7 separate regions of the Mus musculus genome follow, and regions 1, 2, 3, 4, 5 and 6 are each linked to region 7. The links are chromatin contacts, called in public HiChIP or PLAC-seq and promoter capture Hi-C maps. All regions are on one chromosome and are shown on one strand. The core of a region is the stretch at or near the end of the contact, and the rest is flanking DNA. Distances in the headings are between cores, read along the strand shown. Region 1 holds the start of Clcc1 (chloride channel CLIC-like 1). Region 2 holds the start of Gpsm2 (G-protein signalling modulator 2 (AGS3-like, C. elegans)). Region 3 holds the start of Wdr47 (WD repeat domain 47). Region 4 holds the start of Taf13 (TATA-box binding protein associated factor 13). Region 5 holds the start of Sars (seryl-aminoacyl-tRNA synthetase). Region 6 holds the start of Wdr77 (WD repeat domain 77). Region 7 holds the start of Rbm15 (RNA binding motif protein 15).

Evidence for each region. Promoter capture Hi-C pulls out the DNA fragments that hold promoters and counts their contacts. HiChIP or PLAC-seq counts read pairs in DNA pulled down with a chosen protein or histone mark. Capture Hi-C pulls out chosen DNA fragments and counts their contacts.
Region 1: a promoter capture Hi-C map of pre-B cells shows a contact between it and region 7, with 3 times the contacts expected there. The contact joins the promoter of Clcc1 here to the promoter of Rbm15 in region 7. A contact is called at or near these places in 3 of 39 promoter capture datasets (cranial neural crest, liver and pre-B cells).
Region 2: an H3K27ac HiChIP or PLAC-seq map of cardiomyocytes shows a contact between it and region 7, with 4 times the contacts expected there. The contact joins the promoter of Gpsm2 here to the promoter of Rbm15 in region 7. A contact is called at or near these places in 2 of 39 promoter capture datasets (liver and pre-B cells) and 1 of 115 datasets of contacts at active chromatin or transcription factors (cardiomyocytes).
Region 3: a contact with region 7 is called in a promoter capture Hi-C map of pre-B cells, with 5 times the contacts expected there. The contact joins the promoter of Wdr47 here to the promoter of Rbm15 in region 7. A contact is called at or near these places in 2 of 39 promoter capture datasets (liver and pre-B cells), 1 of 484 Hi-C or Micro-C datasets (muscle stem cells), 1 of 115 datasets of contacts at active chromatin or transcription factors (embryonic stem cells) and 1 of 9 other capture datasets (adipose tissue).
Region 4: a contact with region 7 is called in an H3K27ac HiChIP or PLAC-seq map of microglia, with 13 times the contacts expected there. The contact joins the promoter of Taf13 here to the promoter of Rbm15 in region 7. A contact is called at or near these places in 2 of 39 promoter capture datasets (liver and pre-B cells), 3 of 484 Hi-C or Micro-C datasets (B cells, CD8 T cells and erythroblasts), 2 of 115 datasets of contacts at active chromatin or transcription factors (microglia and thymic regulatory T cells) and 1 of 9 other capture datasets (adipose tissue).
Region 5: a contact with region 7 is called in a promoter capture Hi-C map of erythroid cells, with 3 times the contacts expected there. The contact joins the promoter of Sars here to the promoter of Rbm15 in region 7. A contact is called at or near these places in 3 of 39 promoter capture datasets (erythroid cells, neutrophils and pre-B cells).
Region 6: a contact with region 7 is called in a promoter capture Hi-C map of liver, with 3 times the contacts expected there. The contact joins the promoter of Wdr77 here to the promoter of Rbm15 in region 7. A contact is called at or near these places in 16 of 39 promoter capture datasets (the 3T3-L1 cell line, 3T3-L1-derived adipocytes, the C10 cell line and 11 more), 21 of 484 Hi-C or Micro-C datasets (CD4 T cells, CD8 T cells, the G1E-ER4 cell line and 10 more), 22 of 115 datasets of contacts at active chromatin or transcription factors (cardiomyocytes, differentiating embryonic stem cells, double positive thymocytes and 14 more) and 5 of 9 other capture datasets (adipose tissue, embryonic stem cells, liver and 2 more).

The regions. Positions count from the first base shown.
Region 1 is chr3:108,652,478-108,655,177 of GRCm38.p6, forward strand. It overlaps Clcc1 (chloride channel CLIC-like 1), which reads left to right and starts at 1,436. Exons shown (of 12, transcript NM_145543.2): 1 at 1,436-1,503.
Region 2 is chr3:108,720,985-108,723,737 of GRCm38.p6, forward strand. Gpsm2 (G-protein signalling modulator 2 (AGS3-like, C. elegans)) reads right to left here and starts at 1,315. Exons shown (of 15, transcript NM_029522.2): 1 at 1,057-1,315.
Region 3 is chr3:108,589,998-108,592,697 of GRCm38.p6, forward strand. Wdr47 (WD repeat domain 47) reads left to right here and starts at 1,281. Exons shown (of 15, transcript NM_181400.3): 1 at 1,281-1,600.
Region 4 is chr3:108,570,300-108,572,999 of GRCm38.p6, forward strand. It overlaps Taf13 (TATA-box binding protein associated factor 13), which reads left to right and starts at 1,400. Exons shown (of 4, transcript NM_025444.2): 1 at 1,400-1,449; 2 at 2,581-2,659. The coding sequence starts at 1,423.
Region 5 is chr3:108,443,919-108,446,693 of GRCm38.p6, forward strand. Sars (seryl-aminoacyl-tRNA synthetase) reads right to left here and starts at 1,341. Exons shown (of 11, transcript NM_001204979.1): 1 at 1,079-1,341. The coding sequence starts at 1,214.
Region 6 is chr3:105,958,212-105,960,992 of GRCm38.p6, forward strand. It overlaps Wdr77 (WD repeat domain 77), which reads left to right and starts at 1,287. Exons shown (of 10, transcript NM_027432.3): 1 at 1,287-1,487; 2 at 1,742-1,927. The coding sequence starts at 1,373. It overlaps Atp5pb (ATP synthase peripheral stalk-membrane subunit b), which reads right to left and starts at 1,052. Exons shown (of 7, transcript NM_009725.5): 1 at 937-1,052; 2 at 651-687. The coding sequence starts at 976.
Region 7 is chr3:107,331,972-107,334,671 of GRCm38.p6, forward strand. Rbm15 (RNA binding motif protein 15) reads right to left here and starts at 1,318. Exons shown (of 2, transcript NM_001045807.1): 1 at 1-1,318. The coding sequence starts at 1,109.

The sequences.
Region 1 (2,700 bases), core at 186-2,685, 1.3 Mb after region 7:
AATGAAGCTTCTTTGCCCAAAGCTGAAGGCAGTACTAATGTTTGGGTAAACATAAATATTTGGAAGGCTGCTTGATATGTATGATACATTTAGTCAGCAAAAGAACAGTAGCTTCCCCCCTAGGGCATTGACCTCCCAGACGCAGATTTGATCAGGTCTACTGTGCCGGACATGAATCCCCTCCTATGGAGTGGGCCTCAAATCAAGCTGGAAAGAAGATGGCTACCCACTTAACAGTTTGCCACTATTGCAAATGTGGGTACATCTTGCCTGGGAGGGCAGCCGGGTAACATACAAGGTCACAGCAGGGCAAGACTGCTGGTGACTTCTTCCATAAGGCATCCTTATGTTATGAAAGCTAACCTTCCAGAGTAAGCATTCAGTCCAGTTCCATCTTGACTTCTGTACACACATGGTTGCTACAGCAGTAGGATCTTATCATCTACATCTGAAAGGCTACCAGCCACAGTAGCAATGGGGCTGGAGAAGTGGCTTAGCTGTTAAAAGAACTCAAGTTCGGTTTCCAGCAACCGAGTTTTGTGGCTCAAGATCACCGATAACTCTGCATCTCAGGTACCTGATGCTCTGCTGGCAACTGCAGCTCTGACCTCTGCTGGCAACTGCATTCATATGCAGAAACACAATCAGAATTAAAAAGAAAATACGTGTTGGTGCCACAATTATCTGGGACTTCCTATCTAGGGGGATCCAACCCCCTCTTCTGACCCCTGTATGTACTAGACACGCACGTGGAACACATACTATATGAAGCAAAGCACTCATACATATGAAATAAATCTAAAACGACTACAAATCTTAAAAAGTTGTAAATGATGTATGTATACCCAAGAATACCAAATTAAATACTAACAGTGTCTCATTGCCAGTTAGTTTTTGTATTCATTTCTGGGGTGGGGTTCCTCTTTGGACACTTTGGAAACTGCAAAGCCAGAAGTTGAAGATAAACACAAAACAAACCTTACGTCCAAACTCCCATTTGCCTCCCTCACTATATATAGTACTAGTTAACCATTATCTTCCACTTAGAAAGTTATGTTCGAAGTAGATCTCTCTCTCTATCTCTCTCTCTCTCCTTCTCTCCCTCCCTCCCCCCTCTTTCTTTCTCTCTCTCTCTCTCTCTCTCTCTCTCTCTTTTTCTTTCTTTCTTTCTTTCTTTCTTTCTTTCTTTCTTTCTTTCTTTCTTTCTTTCTTTCTTTCTTTCTTTCTTTCTTTCTTTCTTTCTTTTCTTTCCTTATTTACTTATTACTTATTTACTTATTTAGACGTACTTGGCTCCTTTAGCCACGACCGTCTGAACTGAACTGGTGGTTGGGTAATTGAAAAGCCCTTACTTCAGAGCAGAGGAGCGCGGCCTGGTCCCGCCCCCGCCTCCGCCCCCGCGGCGCAGCCAATCAGCAACGCGCGCGGGAAGGCCGCACAGCTGCGGGCCGAGCGAGTCGATGAGTCCGCTCGGGACTCCAGTCCGAGTGCACCGTGTTTGAGGTAGGCGGCTCGGCGTCTTCCGCGGCCGGGCTGGCCCGGGTCCCTCTGAAAGAGCAGGCAGGACCCTCGACGTGAGTGGGCGCTCTTCGGTGTGTCGGGGCGGCCCGCGGGTCTGCGTGGGAGGCGGCGCGGCAGCGTGAGAGGTGCCGGGGCCTGGGCCCGTGGCGATTCCCTGTTCCGTCTTACGCGGGTAGACAGCGCCCGCCAGTCATTCCCCTTGTCTCGGCTAACCCTGCGAATATACCGAGCGGCCCACCCTGGGGCAAGAGCATCCTTGCTTGTGTTATCTGAAACCTTGGCAGAATCTGCAACAAATACTGACGGCCAAAAAATTATATATATATATTGGATTTGTTGGAGTAATGGTATGAAACTCCAAATTTAATTTGAGTATATTAAGTTAGTTGATGCTGTAAGTCTGTGGGTTTATAATTAGGTGCAAAACGTCAGGTTTTCTCCATGATACTGATTATAAAAGTGCTCTTCTCAGCGTTGTCTGGGCACATATTGGAAATGAAAATTGTCTGGTGGGCGGTGGGCACCCTTTAATCCCAGCACTCCGGAGGCAAAGGCAGGCGGATCTCTGAGTTCGAGGCCTGCCTGGTCTACAGCGTTTCCAGGATACACCGAGAAACCTCGTTTCGAAAAACAAACAAACAAACAAACAGAAAAAAACAACCTCAATTGCCAGGAAAGGACAAGAACACGCGTGAGCTAAATAGCGACTTCCCGCTTCTAAGATAACCGAGAATTTGACTTCCCTTAACCCGGTTAGTCCTGCTTGGCTGGTTGGTTAGACCTCTGATTCTTTGAAATCAGTGACTTTCTTGAGGGTTTCCATTTCGTGGCTGTCAATCAGCCTGCACATCTTAAGAGCTAAGCCAGAGGCCGCCCCTGTGAGAAGCCCCTTTTCTGGTTTTCCCACCTGTGTGATAAGACCCAGCAGAGTTTCCTCACCCGCTTTTGAACCCTAACCTCCAAGGAACCTCTCAGAGCTCAGAGGCCATGGGCATGTTACCCGTTTTTTCTGGGATTGAGACAGTGGTGCCCTTTCCAAGAGTTTTTGTAAGGATTAAAGGAGCATATGTTTCAGTAACAAAATGTCCTCTATTATTGTATGAGTATGTTTTTTTATATACTATTATTGTGCGCACTGGAGTACATGTGTTGTAGTTGAGGCAATGAGAAAATGATACA
Region 2 (2,753 bases), core at 65-2,564, 1.4 Mb after region 7:
GTATGTCTGACCTACTGAAAATTCAGCTAAACTATTTTTCCGTGGGACACGCTTCCACAATACTCCACAGTCTCTGAATTCATAACCAGTCCAATCCTCGAATTGTAAGTTAGAAATAGTTTGCAAGAGGGGCCTATGAATGCCTAGAACCGGCCGGGCATCCCTGAACTCCCCCACTGCCCTCAAGTCAAAGGACAGGAACCTTCGCTTTTGAACTTAGGCGGAACGAATCTCTGCTCTTAGCACGTCGAAACCCCAGGCAAAAGTGCTCTTTACCAGAAGCAATCACGATGGTTACTAACAAGCCGGAAAATCTTCAGTTTAGCCTTCCAAAGAGGCAGTCTGAAAATTCTGCTTCGCTGGTGACAAAAACTTACAACACAAACCACACAGCAGTCCAATCAACACAAAGCACCGAGAGGAGAGTCAAGAACTTACCTATTCTAAGTCTACCCGGCGTTTAAATAATGCATTAAGGCAAATAAACATTGCCATCATTACTCGTTTCAACAGAGTTCAAATGATACTTGTTAAAGCCACCTAATTGTTTACCATTAAAATACAAGGAAATTACGTTTTCCACTTTTCATCTGAAGATACTAAGTTTACAGCTTTCCGGCTAAGATCTCAAACATGTTACGCTTGCTATAAAGCTGGTTACAACGATCTATCAGTTTCGCTTGCCAGTAAGTCTGGGATCCGAAAAGTTCAGGAGTTTAAATGTGACTTGACAAAGGTGTCTGGTGTGGAGACCCGGGGCCGGCGACGTGCCTGGGATTCGAATCCACTGGGATTCGGCTTTGTATCCACCGTCTGTTACGCTCGGAAAACGCGTGAAGTCGCTGCATCCCAGCAAGTATTTTCAAGGTCTGCAGAAGCCCGATCCCCAGTCTCCCCTCACTTAGGGGACAACAGCCTAAATGGTGCGGGTGCGAAGCCCCCCACGGAGCTCCCGGGTCCCAGCGTCACCCGAGCCCGTCGAGCCTCGGTGGTCCAGAGACCCCCGCCCCACGCCCCCACACACCCCACTGGGTCACCCCCTCAGGCTCCGCTCACCTCCCTCCGGCCCGCGGCTCCTGAGAACAAGGAACCGCTGCAGGGATGAGCGCCTCTGGCCGTAGACTAGGAACCGCGGCGCTTCCCCAAGTCGGGTCCCGGCGGCGACGCCGAGCCAAGCAGGGGCACCGCGGGAGGCTGGCGAGCGCCCCGGGCGCCCGCCCCCGGCAGGTCACGTGGGCCAGAGCTTCGGCCTCCCCCTGGCCTCTCAGAGGGTCTCACCGCCAGCAAGGCTCCCTCAGCGCCTGTACTCCTCTGCGCCTGCGCCTAGCTCCAGGCTCGCCCATTCAAACTGACAACGCCCCGCGTTTTTTGGACCGGCCAATGGCACCGGTGGGGCGGGGCTAGGCGGGTGGAGGGCGGGGCTAGACGAGCCAGGGCTCCCTCCTTCTAAAGATCTGTGTGTGGGGTTTGCCTCTCGGACTGTAGCGCTTGATTCTCCTCTGCTGCGGATAGATCCTCCGCCAACTAGAAGCTTATTGTCCTCGAATTTCTCCTTCAGATGGCGAAAAGTGGGACAATAAACATCAGAGTTCAAGCTGGGTCTAGTTCAGACTTTGAACCCAGGAGCCCCAGTCCACTGCCTCTTTCCCTGCAGGCTCAGTCCCGCCCTGGGAAAGTCTTCCAAGAGGCAGATGTGAGAAAGAAAGAGGCCTGTGTGAAAGGAACAGAGGGTCCCGTGTGAAAGTCTGAACAAGGAGCCTCAGTTCTTGAGGCAGTGTCACACACAGTTCTGGCGTTTCCAGATGTTGGGAAAGCAAACTTCTTCTGACTGCAGGATCGCTGGTTCCCAGGAAAAGCAGAGATGGCGAATTTAATCCGCTCCGGCGGCTTGCATTCCCATTCTATTCATGCCTTCATATCAAGTTCACCAAAAAATAGATCTTAGCTTGTTCATCAAATGTTTAAACTAGAGTCTCTGCTGTGAAGCTGATGACGTTGGTTACATTACATTATCTATAGCCACTGCCTATTTCTCCACTGGGATGAAATTTTAATGTTTTACAGGATTGGGCACCTGTTAAAGAAATTCTAGTTTCAGCATCTCTGTGGTGATGGCCGTGACCACTATATGTGTGTCATGGAAAACTGTATAGAGATAGTGTTAGCACCAGCCAGACCTGGGTTTGAATTTCAGCTCGGGCCTCTTCCTACTGACTGATTTTGAACCAGTTAGGCGTCTGTCCTCTGTAGCCTTAGCTTCCTCAGCTGTAAAACACAGATAATGAGACCTCCTCTAATAAGGTCTGTCATGATGCTTCAGGAGGTAAAGTTTATGAAATGGTTAACACAGCTGCTGACACATCGAAGCTGTTCAATAAGTGGTTCTCTTATTATTATCAGCGAGCACCCTTAATACCAAGTTCTTATAAAAAGCTGAATTAGCTGGTTGTACTATTTCAGAGGTAGATATTATAATTCTTCCATACTCATAAATTCTTTGTGGGAATTGGTACAGTAAACCACAATAAAAAGTATTTTAAATTCTGCATAGCCAAAGCGAATCGTTTCTTTCCTGTGCCCCCTTCTCTCATAGATTGGACTTTTTATCTCAGCTATCAGCAATGTCTATCTTCCTAATCAGTTGAACTGTTTTGTAAATCTTCTTTCCAAACGCATGCATCCATGAGATTGTGCCATTCTTCTACTTGAAGACATTTAATGGTCAAAAAACAAAACAAAACAAAAACAAACAA
Region 3 (2,700 bases), core at 31-2,530, 1.3 Mb after region 7:
AGGTTCAGCTCCTTGAGCAGTACGTATCTGGGGGAATACTACTACACAAATGTGTAGGAGTGAGGTTACTACTGTAAATAAAAGGGCAGTTCAAAACAGCAGCCTTGTTAAGTGCTTCAAGATAGGATTAGCTTTACACATGGAGAGCCTGGAAGGGGATGGTTTTCATGGAGGGAGATGGAGTACGGAAAAGGGCAAGGAAGGAGTATTTATTTCACTTAAGCTTTATTAGTTAATCGTTGGAGTAGAATTAAGAGTCAAACCCAGTGCACAGAAGACATTTGGAAGTGTCAGACAGGTTGTCCTAGCTACTTTTTTTATTGATGTGATGAAACACCACGACCAAGGCAACTTATAAAAGACAGCATTTAATTTTTAGCTCAGGGTTCCAGAGGGTTAGTTCATGACGGTCTTGGCAGTGAATGTGCCAGCAGACAGGGAGGCCTGATGCTGGAGCAGTTGCTAACAGCTTACACGTGATCCACAAGCACCAGACATAAAACGAAGAAAAGGCTGGCTTGGGACTGGAGAGATGGCTCAGCGGTTAAGAACACTGACTGCTCTATTTGGAGGTCCTGAGTTCAAATCCTGACAACCACATGGTGGCTCACAACCATCCATAGTGAGATCTGATGCCCTCTTCTGGGGTGTCTGGCGACAGCTACAGTGTACTTACATATAATAAATAAATCTTACAAAAAAAAAAAAAAGCCAGAAAGGACTGGCTCTTGAAACCTCCAAGACCACCCTCAGTGACATCTCTTCCAACTTGTTCACACCTAATCCAGTGGTTCTCAACCTTCCTAATGCTGCGACTCTTTAATACAGTTGCTCATCTTTTGGTGGCCTCCTCACCCCCAGCCATAAAATTATTTTCGTTGCTACTTCAGACCAGTTGGTTACTGCTATGAATTGAAATTATATGATATGTTACCCTCCTAGGAGGTGTTGGGACCCATACGTTGAGAACTGCTATCCTTATCTTTTCCTGTCAGTCCAGTAACTGGGGACAAGCATTCAAATGCATGAGTATGGGGGCAATTCTCATTCAAACTACCACACCTGTCCACGCTATTTTGGGACATAACATAGCGTCACCCGAAGGTTCTGGGCCTACATTCTCCTTACAGTCATCTCCTAAACCATAAGAGCAGAGAAGGCGAGGGCCAGGAGCCTCCAGGCGTCAGTCTTAGATTCTGCCCGCCCCCGTGTTAGGCCCCGCCTCTAGGCCCCGCCCTACCCTCCTGGGCTGGCCCAGCCGACTCTTCTGCTCAGGCACCTGCCTAGCCGCCTCGCGAGGAGGGGTCCTGAGGCGGCTCCAGGGACGAGCAGTGATTGGCTGCAGCTGGCGGCTGGAGCTCCGTTCCAGCGGCGCTTGACAACCGCAGTCCGCGGAGCGGAGCGGTCGGAGGCGGGATCGGGGCGGACGCGAGCAGGACCGGCTGACGAGCTGATGGATTGACGTGCGGGCTGCTTAGCCCAGACCGCCGCCCTCGCGCTCGCGCCTTAGACTGGAATTGGCTGTCTCGGGGCTCTGGCCGCCGGCCTCTCCTCCGCGTTTTCCTCCACCGCTTCTGCCGGCTCCGCCCGGAGCTCTCAGGTGAGCGGATTCCAGGAGGCGGGGGCGGGCCGCCGTGCACCGTGGGTTGCCATGGTCACCCGTCGCCACCTGTCACTAGCCTGATGCGGCGCAGACCCCACAGCCCCTTGGGCGGCGTTCGCAGCCGGGAGGAGTGTCTTGGGTAGGCTTTGGTGGCGACTGCGAGAAGATGGGATGCGGGCGAGGCCCGGGTGTCTCGGGGACAGGACCTGGGACCCGCCAGGCAATCTATCCAGGCCGCCACTGCTGGACCACACCTTCCCCTACTTGCCAGTCTGATTCGGGCGGCTGGGCGATGCCCCTCGCCCTGGTATGGAGTATCCACCTCGCCGCTGCTGAGGGGCGCGAGGAGGGCTGACTGGGCTGCATCTGCCTCGCCCCTCTATTGGGCTGGGGCGAGACTGAGGGCTGCGCGCTGGTCCCTTTCCCTGCTCGCCTTGGCCGGCGAATGGGTAGGGAGTGGCGGGGTTGAGGGTTTGTGGGGGATCCGGGTTTGCCCTTTCTGACGCCAGGCCAGTGGCTGTTAGGAGCAGTCCTGTGGGGTCTGGGAGGGTGGGGACAGGGGCATCGACTGAATTTCGAACGTGATTTGTTCCCGGGGACGCCTGCGTAAGACACCGGAGGTTATGGAACTCAGAGGGTTAAGCTGCTTAGCTGTATTGGGGAGAAAAAGATTGGGGCTCTAGCTCTGGGACGACGCCTTTGGCAAAGGGGTAGGAACCAAGTAGGCAGCGGCAGTATTTGACCTGATGATTTCCCCCCTGTACATCCAGACATGCAGCTAGTAACTACGAAGGGTGTCGTCTGAGGGGAGCTTTTTTTTTTTTTTTTTTTTTTTGGCAACTTGGTTCTCACTGCATAATGAGAGGAGAAGTCTTTGTTCCACCCAGATTCATCGGTTGAAATCCTGACACTTAGTTTCCCCCCTTTGTTGTAGAGAGTTCATAGAATGCTATAAAAAGTTAATGGCACAGGAATTAACATACAGGTTTAAAAGGGCTGTAAATCTTTTTCACAGATAATACCACTTCTTTTTTTTGGGGGGGGGTCTCAAGTGTTGGCATATGTTATGTTAGCATTTTACTAGAAAGGAGAAACGC
Region 4 (2,700 bases), core at 150-2,649, 1.2 Mb after region 7:
CACCTTTTCTGTGTTGCCATCTTTCTGATATATTTAATGTCTCTGCTTTTTGTTTATTTGTTTGTTTGGTTTGGTTTTTCGAGACAGGGTTTCTCTGTGTAGCCTTGGCTGTCCTAGAACTCACTCTGTAGACCAGGCTGGCCTTGAACTCAGAAATCCGCCTGCCTCTGCCTCCCAAGTGCTGGGACAAAAAGCATGGACCACCACTGCCGAGCTTTGGTTTTCTTGTTTTGACTATGTAGCCCTGGCTGGCCTCTAACTCAAAGAGATCTTCTGGCTTCTGCCTCCCAAGGCAGGGATTAAAGGCGAGTGCCACTACACTTAGCTCTTTCATAATTTTAAAATATTTTCTTATTATTGTGTATGGAAGCCAGAGGACAACCTTGCAGACTCTGTCTTCTCACCTTTCACTTTTTATACAGGTCCCAGGGATTGAACCTGAGCCTTAGGCTTATTCCGCTAGAGCTTTTATTGACTGAACCATTTCTCTAGCACATCTTTTGTAATTTAAAAAAAAAAAAAAGAAGAAGAAGCAAAAAACGGCCGGGCAGTGGTGGCGCACGCCTTTAGTCCCACCACTTGGGAGGCAGAGGCAAGCGGATTTCTGAGAACGAGGCCGGCCTGATCTACAGAGTGAGTTCCAGGATAGCCAGGGCTACACAGAGATACCCTGTCTTGAAAAAACCAAAAAAAAAAAAAAAAAAAAGCGCAAAACAACCTTCCAACCCAAACTACATATATATATTGCGTATTAACGGAGGCAGGAAAGATTGCTCCGTGGTTAAGAGTATTGGCTGCTTTTCAAGAGACTTGAGTTTGATTCCTAGCCCCTATATAGCGGTTCACAATCGTCTATCTCTAGTTCCAGGAAATCGGTTGCTCTATTTTGGCTTCTTTGGTGCTGCACACACATGGTACACATACTTGCCGGCAAAACACCTATTTACATAAAAGAAAGTAGATATATAATTATATAATAATATAGATACTATATATAATATCATGGGGCTTGTGTACTTGAGTGGATCAGCCCCAGAGGCAAAAAGTCATCCTATTTTTACAGGCATTTGTGAGCCTCCGTAAGTATGCACAAATTTATCACTTATGTTTTCTGAGACATGGGCTCATGAAACTTGAGCTGATCTCGAACTCGAAGCCCTCTTGCCTCTGCCTGCCAAGTGCAGAGATTTCCCGGCGTAGTATACCACGCCTGGCTTCTTTGTAATTTTTAATTCCTCCTTCAGGATTCCACACGTAAGAGCACGTCACTGACTTCCAGCCAATCCCAAGGCCGGGGTTGGGTAGGAGAATGAACGCGCACGCCTCTCTGCGCAACGCTGGCCAGGCCGGAAGTGACGTACGTATCTTATAAAACTCGCCAGCCGCCGGTGGGCGGGTTCAGAAGGCTGGCGAGCAGCTAGCATGGCAGATGAGGAGGAAGACCCCACCGTGAGTGAGCGCCTGTCTCAGCCTGGTTCCTCACTCCTTTCGGATCACTAGCGGAGGCAGAGTCTGACCCGCTTGTGCCTTAGGGATTCCCGCCGAGAGTCCGGGGGCTCCGCGGTGTTTTCCTTTTTTGGTTTACCTTAGTCAGTGCGTGGGACAAGACGGGAAGGAAGAGTAGAAAGGGTCTCTCTTTGACCTGGATCTTCCCGACACTAAGACATCTAGAGGGTCATAGGAGATCAAAGCTGATTAAAGCGGAACCAGCAGCCCAGATGCTGACAAAACTAGTGAAGATAGCGGAGAAACGATGAACTAAAGACAGGAAGCTTGGGATCCAAATTCTCCTTTGGCATCGGTTTTCTTGTGAGGTAGAGTCCAGCCCAGTTAAGGAAAGTTCTTAGCCCTTTATCAGTTGCTTCCGATGACAGCAGAGAGTAGATTTTAAACTACCAGGTTTTTACAGTAGTCTTGCTTAGCAGTGTGACAACTAAATTGGCTAAAACCAAACCCAGAACCTGAGGTCGTTAGAACTTTACACACGCACGGTTGTAAGGTTGTTAGCAGCCGTAATAAAAGCCTTCTTGCACGACTTGAGAATTGGACTAGGGCTTATGAGCCCTTTGGTGCTAAATTTTCGTGGTTTTGTGCAGTTTGCTTTAGCTTCTCACTTTCGAAAATGAAAAAGGGTCACTGGGCGTGGTGGCGCACACCTTTAATCCCAGCACTCAGGAGCAGAGGCAAGCGGATCTCCGTGAGTTCAGGCAGACACGGGCACATAGTGAGACCACTTTGTCTCAAAAAAAAAAAAAAAAAAAGTGTAGAGAGATAGCTTTAGTGCTTAGGAGCATTTGCTGTCACATCTGGCAACCTACAGCGATTAGACCTAGTTTGGCCTCTATGGGCAACAGCAGGCACATTTATGTAGGCACACAATACACATAAATAATAAATGCCTTTAAAAAAAAAGATGAAAAGAGTGCAGGAGGTGTAGCTCAGTGGTCAAGCATCTGTTTAGCATCGTGAGCTCGTGGGTTCAATTCACAGCACTCCACAAAGAGGGCGAGCAGGAGGAGACTCGAGGGAATATCACGTGCACTGCAATCATTTGCCATGTCCGTGTTTTAAAATTTCTAGTTTGAGGAGGAGAATGAAGAAATTGGAGGAGGAGCGGAAGGTGGCCAGGGGAAGAGAAAGAGACTTTTCTCGAAAGAATGTAAGTTGTACTTTCTAGTGTTTTTATTACAGGTGGTGAAA
Region 5 (2,775 bases), core at 91-2,590, 1.1 Mb after region 7:
TTTTGATACCAAAGAAGCTTTTTAACAGTAAAATCATGTCCACAAAACACCCCTATGGGTATGGTGGCACACACCCTTGATCACTCTCGAAGCAGAGGCAAGTGGATCTCTGAGTTCAAGGCCAGCCTGGTCTACAGAGCAAGTTCCAGGATAGCCAGGGCTACAGAGAGAAAGAAATCCTGTTTATTTTGGAGGGTGGGAGTAGGAGGGAGACACTCTTGGATCGTGGGATTGCCTTAGCAGTGCTCTTATAAACCAGGTTCTCAGCTGGTTGCAGACCTATTGCATCAGACTACCCGAGTCACATGCCACTGACAACATCCGGTCTGCCAGGTGATCACTTGGGAGGCAGAGGATTCTAGAGCTTCTTTTAATTTCCTGAATGACGATGGGTCACTTCTACGCTGCCAACGTCTTTTCCAGAAAACTACCACAAATCACAACCATCCTCAGTAATTACAAGCTTTTTCTTGCCTTACAGCACCCCTCCGTCCTATCTGATCTAGCACGGAAAAGCCTGATTCTTAAAGGTATGCCTTCAGGGTTGGAGAAGTGGCCACCCCAAATTTCAGGGTCACTGCATTTAGTCAAGAGTAGCCTCCAAAGTCCCCAGATGGTTCGACTGGGGTGGAGTAATCCTAGGGTGCTGCAGAAGTCACTCAGTCTGAGAGAGCAGCCTTTGATCCCTGCAAAACCCGGAGGACTACGCTGGGTTTGCTAAAGACGAATAAAACACTGAGAATGACCAAAATGTATAGAAAATTAATTCCCAGCCCGCCCCCCAAGTAAAACTCCAGCTCTGGCTTGCTGTAGCTACGCAAGGGCCTGACAGCTCTCCCTGCGCGTGCGTGCGTGCAGCTCCTTCCTAAAGCACTGGCGGCAGTCAGCATAGAGCACGCGCGGGGAGGGACCCAGGCCGCGGGAGCTGCAGGGAGAGGGGGACAAGCCCGGTTCCCAGCTTGTTCTACGGACAAGCCGGTAGAGCCGGCCAGTCGCGGGAGCATCTGACAAAAGCTGTAAGCTGTGACCTCTGAAGCCATGAGGGATTCAAGGGATACTGCGAGCTCCTGGTACTTACATCGTCGCCACTCACTGTCTGCTTTCACCAGCTGGTCCACCAGCCCCGGGTCCTTGAAGCGCTTCTCCTGCGTCTCTCGAATGAGGGCTGGGTCCCCTCCTTTATCCACCCGAAACAAATCCAGGTCCAGCACCATCCTTCTACCTCACCAGTTAACACTAAGAGAGGACTGTAAGCGGCGGGTGGACGATGCACTGCGCCTGCGCGCTGACCTGGTCTCACTGCGCAGGCACCCGGCAGCCCGGGAGGGGGCGGCGCCTAGCTCGCCGGAAGCCGCAGTGTTAGGCAGGGTCCAGAGGGAGTGGTGAGAAGTGAAAAGGGCGTGGTAGCCTTATGCGGGTTGTTTCTCTGCTGAACTCCTTACTGAAAGGCCTTCTGATCGCCCCCCACTGAAATCGTGAATGCCTCAGGTTCCTCTGGTTGAAGGGAGTATCTCGGTGTGGACCGAAGCTGACTTGGAAGACAATGCACTTTGCAGATGCCAGTTTTCCTCTATCTTGATTACAGAGCACACACCCAGTTACCTACCCTCAAGATTCTCGAGCCCTGGGGCTTTTTGTTTTGATACAGGGTCTCACAGTGTAGCTCTGACTAGCAACTATGTAAACCTGGCCAGCCTCAAACAAAATGTTGGGATTAAAGATGTGTGCCATTTCATCCTTTATTTTTCTTTTTATACTAGCCCTACCCCCTTCCTCCCGCAACAAACCTTTGCCAAGCCCCCCTGAGATAAAAGGACAAGGTTAGAGACCCTGATGGACTTAATAAACAGAGACACTGGAGGGAGGCTAGGAGGCAGGATAATCTGAGCTTGTCCCCTCCCGGTCTCCTGCAGCTTTGGCTACAGTTTTGTGTTGAAAACCAGGGGAAGAAGGGTTGGGTGTCAGAAGACAGTCCATGAGATGAGCACACCTCTCTTCTCACATATCCCTCACCCAAATCCAATAGACCTTTGCAAGAAGTTGTAGCTTATATTTACGATTGAAACTATTCTATGTTTATGTAATTTGAGCATTGCCAGGCTATTCTATCAACACGTTCAAGTTATTCTTTTTGTCTGTTTGTTTGTTTTGTTTGTTGAGATAGAATCTATAGGCCTGGCTGTCCTGGAGCTCACTATGTAGACCAGGCTGGCTTCAGACAGAGATGCCTGCCTCTTCCTGGGGAGTCTCTGGTATCAAAGGGGTGTGCCACCAAGCCCAACCTACACACACCTGTTACTCTTAAAGTGAGAAGACCTCATTTGAAATTACCTCTCTTGGCCAGATGTGGTAGTGCATGTCCATGTGCATCCCTTGTGAGTGGGAGCAGCGGGTGCATGAGTTCAGGGCCAGCATGTCTCCAAAAAACCCAAACCTAGTCAGGCTTAGTAGTAGGTGCCTTTTATATCACATCGGAGGTAGAGAGCTCTGTAAAGTCAAGGCCAGCCTGTTCTAAATACCGAACTCCAAGCCAGCCAGAGCTGTGTAGTGAGAATCTGTCTCAAAAACCAAACACACATACAACCAAACCAAAAACCTACTGCTCTCACACAGTAGAAAACATTAACTAACACGGAACCCACAAACCTGCTCTCCCCTTCCTGTGTCTTCTCCTAAAAAGAACACTTTCCTGAGTATCTAGCAATCGGACGGCTGGAAAATGGAAAGCAGCCAAGAGAAGTTATAATAATAAATGTTAAGGATAGAGAGCTGCAG
Region 6 (2,781 bases), core at 37-2,536, 1.4 Mb before region 7:
TATGAGCTCTGAAGGGTTTTAAGTGGGGGGAACTGCCAAGATCTCTCTGCTACATTGAGAATGGACTGTATTGGGATAAAAACAGATGTTAAGACTGAAAGCCTAGTGAAATTGTCCATTTCAGAACTGTGGGCAGCGGCTTCATGCTGTAACAATGGTAGTGAAAGTAGTCAGACTCAAAGCATCCTCACGAGTTGAGTCTTACTGACGGATTAGAGGATGGAGCTACTGTGTAGCTGTCTCTAGGACTAGGGTTGTTACTGTGATCTCCACAAAGTTATCCACTGTCACATTATGTGATCATCAACACAAGCATTTACGAAGCCATATGTGTTTTCGGCCTCCTGATATGGTTAATAAAAGATGGAAATCTGGAAGACACCCAAAACAATAGGTTTTATTTTGCTGTATTTAACCAGATCTGTCCTTGGGGGTAAGTAAGCCAGTAACTTGGTTGTGTGTCGCTGAAGGTCACAACGAGGGGTGAGCCTCTCTTTGGTGTTTGTCAGAGGAAGGAACAGGATCATGTTCAAGGCAATTAGAAGAACAAACGTCCGAATGAGTATGCAAGCTGGCTAACGTGAAGGAAAACAGCAATTTTTGGCTTGACGCTAGGAAATGGAAAGAGAATAAGACGTGGTGACACTCACCCTGGACCTAGGGCGGCCGCGTTCTTCAGACACGGGGCTGGAAATACACAAGACGGAGGTTAGCAAAGTCAAGGAGAAATCGCGTTTCTACCTTCCCGGGTGTCGGCCCTGGCATCCGTCTCTGCCGCGCCCTGAGATGCTGGGCGGCCCGGGAGCTCTCCAGATCGCTCCCGTGGGTGAGCTCGGGCCCAAACGCCGCAGTCCGTCCTCTACCCGCTTCCCGCCTCCCCGGCCTGGCTTCTTCCTAGTCACCCTGCTACGCTAACCTAGGCTCTACGTCTCTCACCCGCTGTGGCGGCAGCAGAAAGCACCACCCGGGACAGCATTGTCTGCGAAGAGCGGGACAGCGGGCTCCGTGTCCCTGTGACCCCGACCCGAGCCTGTCAGGGGCAGGAGCAAGATGGCCGCTCGCACATCTCGCGAGAAGAGATCAGCTCGCTTTTTCTCGGAAGTTCTCGGCTTTTTCCCCGCCCCCTCCCCACTATCGCGAGAAGAGGAGAAAAAATGGGTGGGGCTGAGGGAGGGAAACAAACAAAATCCCGCTGCGGGGACAGGAGACGGAAAAGCAGGCTGGAAGGGTAGACACAATTCTCGCGAGAAGTAGAGCGAATTCCCTCGGAGAGGGGCGGTTGCGCAGAGGTACACCACGTGTGCGGTCCCTCCGGCGCCGAGTCAGGGTCTCTCGTCGAGTCTGGGTCTAGGTTAGATTTGGAATCGTGGAGATGCGGAAGGACACCCCTCCTCCGCTCGTGCCCCCGGCGGCCCGCGAGTGGAACCTGCCCCCCAATGCGCCCGCATGCATGGAACGTCAATTGGAGGCTGCACGGTACCGGTCTGGTGAGCCGAGATCCCGGGGCCTGGAAGCCCCTTTACCCCCAGTCTCGGGTGCCCTCTCCCGGTGCTGACCCTCTCGAGTCCTCCCAGCGCCGTGTGGCCCTCCTCGGCCATACCTGGCGTCCTGGCCCTGCCCCAGCTCAGCTCCACAAATCCGATCTCAGATTCAGACTGGTCCCGCCACGGGGTTCTGTGAGGTTACCATAGAAACAAGGCCTTCCATCTGACACCTTATAACTTTGCTCTCCCCACCGTAGATGGTTCCCTTCTGCTCGGGGTCTCCAGCCTGAGTGGTCGCTGCTGGGTAGGTTCTCTGTGGTTTTTCAAGGATCCTAGTGCGGCCCCCAACGAAGGTTTCTGCTCTGCTGGCGTCCAGACCGAGGCTGGAGTAGCTGACCTCACTTGGGTGGGGGACAAAGGTATCCTAGTGGCTTCTGATTCAGGTGAGTGATCCCCCTCCCCTGGAATTGAAGAGTTGGGTACAGGGTAGGATGGGAAAAGGTGTTTTATTATTTAGAAGCAGGGTTGTTTACCTTATTGGCTTGGCTGTCCCAGAAACTAAGTAGACCAGGCTGGCCTTGAACTCACAGAAGTCTTCCTCTGTGCTGTAATTAAAGACGTGTGCCACCGTGCCTAGCCTCCTGTTTTCTTTTGCTGTTGTGTTTGCTATGTGCTGTGAATTGACTCACCTTGCTAGGCAACTGCTCTGTCACTGGACAGTCCTTAATCCCACCTTTCTTTGAGTGTCAGGCTGAGAAATGTAGGCTTTGGCATTAAAAAAGACAAAGAAATGAAGTTGGTAGGTGATGGAGGGTAAATGTTGGACAAGCTAGGGATGAATATAGTCAGACTACATTGTATGCGTGTATGGAGTTCTCAGAATTAAGCAGATTAAAGAAAGTCAGAATTTATATAAGTTGGTGGAAGCTGGGTATAGGTGCTGCCTGTAATCCCAGCAGCCGCAGGCAGAGCTCTGTGAGTTGGAGGCCGGCCTGTTCTCCATATCCAGTTCCAGGCCAGCCATAGGTACGTAGGGAAGTAGGGAAAACCCTGTCTCAAAGATTAAAATAGATTTATTTTGGGTCTGGAGAGATGATCCAGTGGTGATAAGTGTTAACTACTTTTTCAGAGGACCCAAGTTGGACACCCAGCACCCACATTCCACTAACAACCTTGTAACTACAGTCTTAGGGAAGCCAGTGCCATCTTTTGGCCTCCATGGGCACTGCATGCACTTGATGAATAGACATAGATGAAAGCAAAACACCTGTGCGCTTAAAATCAGAACATCTCTCTC
Region 7 (2,700 bases), core at 68-2,567:
CGCTGATCGTCCTCAGGTGATATCTCATCCACTTCTCGGAAAGGAGCCGCACCTGCTCCAGCTCCCACCCTCGGCTCCAGGCTGTAGGCCGGGCGCACCCGGTCATAGAACGGATAGTCTCGTTCTCTTTCCAGCTCTCGGGGCAATGGTGGCGGGGGTGGAGGAGGCAGGCGGCCCAGGGCCAACTGCTGCAACCGGTAGTCTCTGTATCCCAGAGCAGCACCTCCAGGGGAAAGCGACCTCTGACCTCCCCCTCCTCCAGGGGCGTGCCGGTGGCTACCGACTGAGGTCCCGACCACGCTGGATGACGGGGCGTAAGCATCTTTGTCTAACGGGGAGCGGCTGCGGCGCCGGCTCACGTACACGGCTTCTATCTTCAGAGGCCGGTCATAGAGCACCAGGCGGCCTCTGGCATGCTTGGCCGCCCTCGCGTCCTCTGGCCTCCGGAAGTTCACAAAGGCTACCCGCTCATCCCCGCTGCCAGAACCTGAGAGGTGACTGATTTTGACACTTACATCACCGAAGCGTTTGAACTCGTGAAACAGCCCGTCCTCCACCGCCTCGTCGCTCAGCTGGGACCCCAGCTCGCTGATCTTCAGGGTCTTGTACTCCACGCCGTCCCCGCCGCCGGGCGCGGAGGAGGCGGCCCCGGAGGAACGTGACTCCCCGCCTCCACCCCGGGAGCTGCTGCGCGACTCGCCCCCGCCTGAGGAATTTTTGGTGCTCGGGGAGCTGTAACTGTGCAAGCGGCTACTGGAGCTGCCCCCGCCGGTCTCGTACTCGCGGCTGCCGCCCCGGCTGCTGGACTTGTCCAGATGAAGGCTCCGCCGCGACCCGCCGCTGTCCGTCTTCCCGCTGCTGCTCCCATTGCTGCCGCCGGAGCCCCCTAACTTCTTGCTCCGCTCCCCACGAGAACTGGAGTCCTCACCGCCACGGGAGCGCTTGGGCTTGACCGGCGAGCGCTCCTTTCCTTTCATTGTTGAGGGTCGCCGGAGGTCGTCTCTGCGGAGCTGACTAACCCGCCACCCCGCGCTCGTTTCACACAGCGGACTCGCACGCCGCCATCTTGGACTCCGCCGCGGCAAAGGCTCCCGCCCCGCAGACCTCATTGGTCAATTAATTCACTCTTCAGCCTTCTCATTGGAAAAACTATTTGTCCGTCTTTACATCTCCCCGCGCTCCGGGAAGGCGCCCGCCCCGACGCTGTTATTGGGTTCCCAACGCCCTAATCCCAGTACCTCATTGGTTATATTCGTTGTCTATCTTAACGGTTCCTCGCGCCAGGCTGTAGCTCCGCCCCTCGCACTTCATGGTCACCTGACCCAAAGCCTAGAAGCGTTGATTGGACAAAAACTCTGCCCTGTAACGGTACTTCTAGCACGGCGAACGCAGCGATCCCACCTTCTCTTCCCTTTCATTGGTTTGTGGCCACGTCTTTTAAATCACTATCGGGAAGTCTGGACATCAGTTCAGGCGTTTTTTCCTGAGAATTTGGCTCTCTCCGATCTCGCGAGAGACAAAGAGCTCGCTCGCTCACTCGCTCACTCGCTCGCTCTCTTTCGACCCCAGTCTTCCAACTTCTCCGGCGGCTGAAGAAAGTTTAAATCTGATTGGATGTTGACGAGGAACATGATTGGATAAAAGCGCTGTCCATCACTCACTTAAAGGAGTAGGCCCATAAACTGAGGCGTCTGAAGGTGAAAGACTAAGACCACGCGCTTGCTGTGCGACGTCACTTTGCTGTCGCGAGATGGTGACAGTGAGTCAGGCCCGCCTCCCCGCGCTTTCGGCGTTCTCTTAAACATTTGTTAGGTCCTTACGGCGTACTTGCCTGTGCTTCGGTCCTTCGAGTCTGGAACTTGCGGGCTCCTCACTGTCCTGTCTGGGCGGGACAATGGGCTCGGTGGTCCTTCCGGCTGCTGGCCCTCACTCGATCCGCCTAGGCAGCTGTCCCGGACAGTCCAGCCGACACCATCTTAGTTAGCTGCCTGAAAAAGCCCCACCCCCGTGCGCGAGAAAACGCCTGCCCCGGTCTGTGCGGCCCGCTGGGGCGGTGAGTTCAGGGTTCACAGAGCCTCGGGTCACGCTGACGCCCTGGGCGGTACCGAGTCACTGCCCGCCCGCGGACACAGGGAACAGCGCCGCGGAGCCCTGGCCAGTCTCAGTGGCCGCCTTAGGGCCCGCAGTGTCCTGCAAGCCCACTTACTGGTCCGACCTGCAGGACCACTTGCAGATTTTTGCTTCCTGCTTTATGTTGTGAATCCCTGTAAGGTTTGCATTTATAAAAGATGTGTGAGACATAATATAGCTGTGCTTTGCTTTAATGTGTCACACTTCTCACTGTGCGGACACTACATTTATCTCGTTTCTAGGACTCCAGCACTCCGATTAATCCATAGTAGGACCCAGTAACATGGCCACCTTGCTCCCTCCTATATCCACTTCCTTTGACTCCTTTAACCGTGATTCCCGTCTAAACGCCTCCCGTCTCCCACCTCTGCGACCCCATGCACCTGAATCTCTTAAGCTTATGTAATACTGGTGATCATGAGATTAGATGCGTAGTCTATCCCACTAGCGTTTACCTCCTGGTGAGAGGAAATAGGCTTTTTGCAGTCTTCCCAAAAATGTACCTAGGAGAGATGAGAAAGATTTTGGTATTTACATCTTCTAAGACTGAGTAGAGAATGTGTTTTAAAA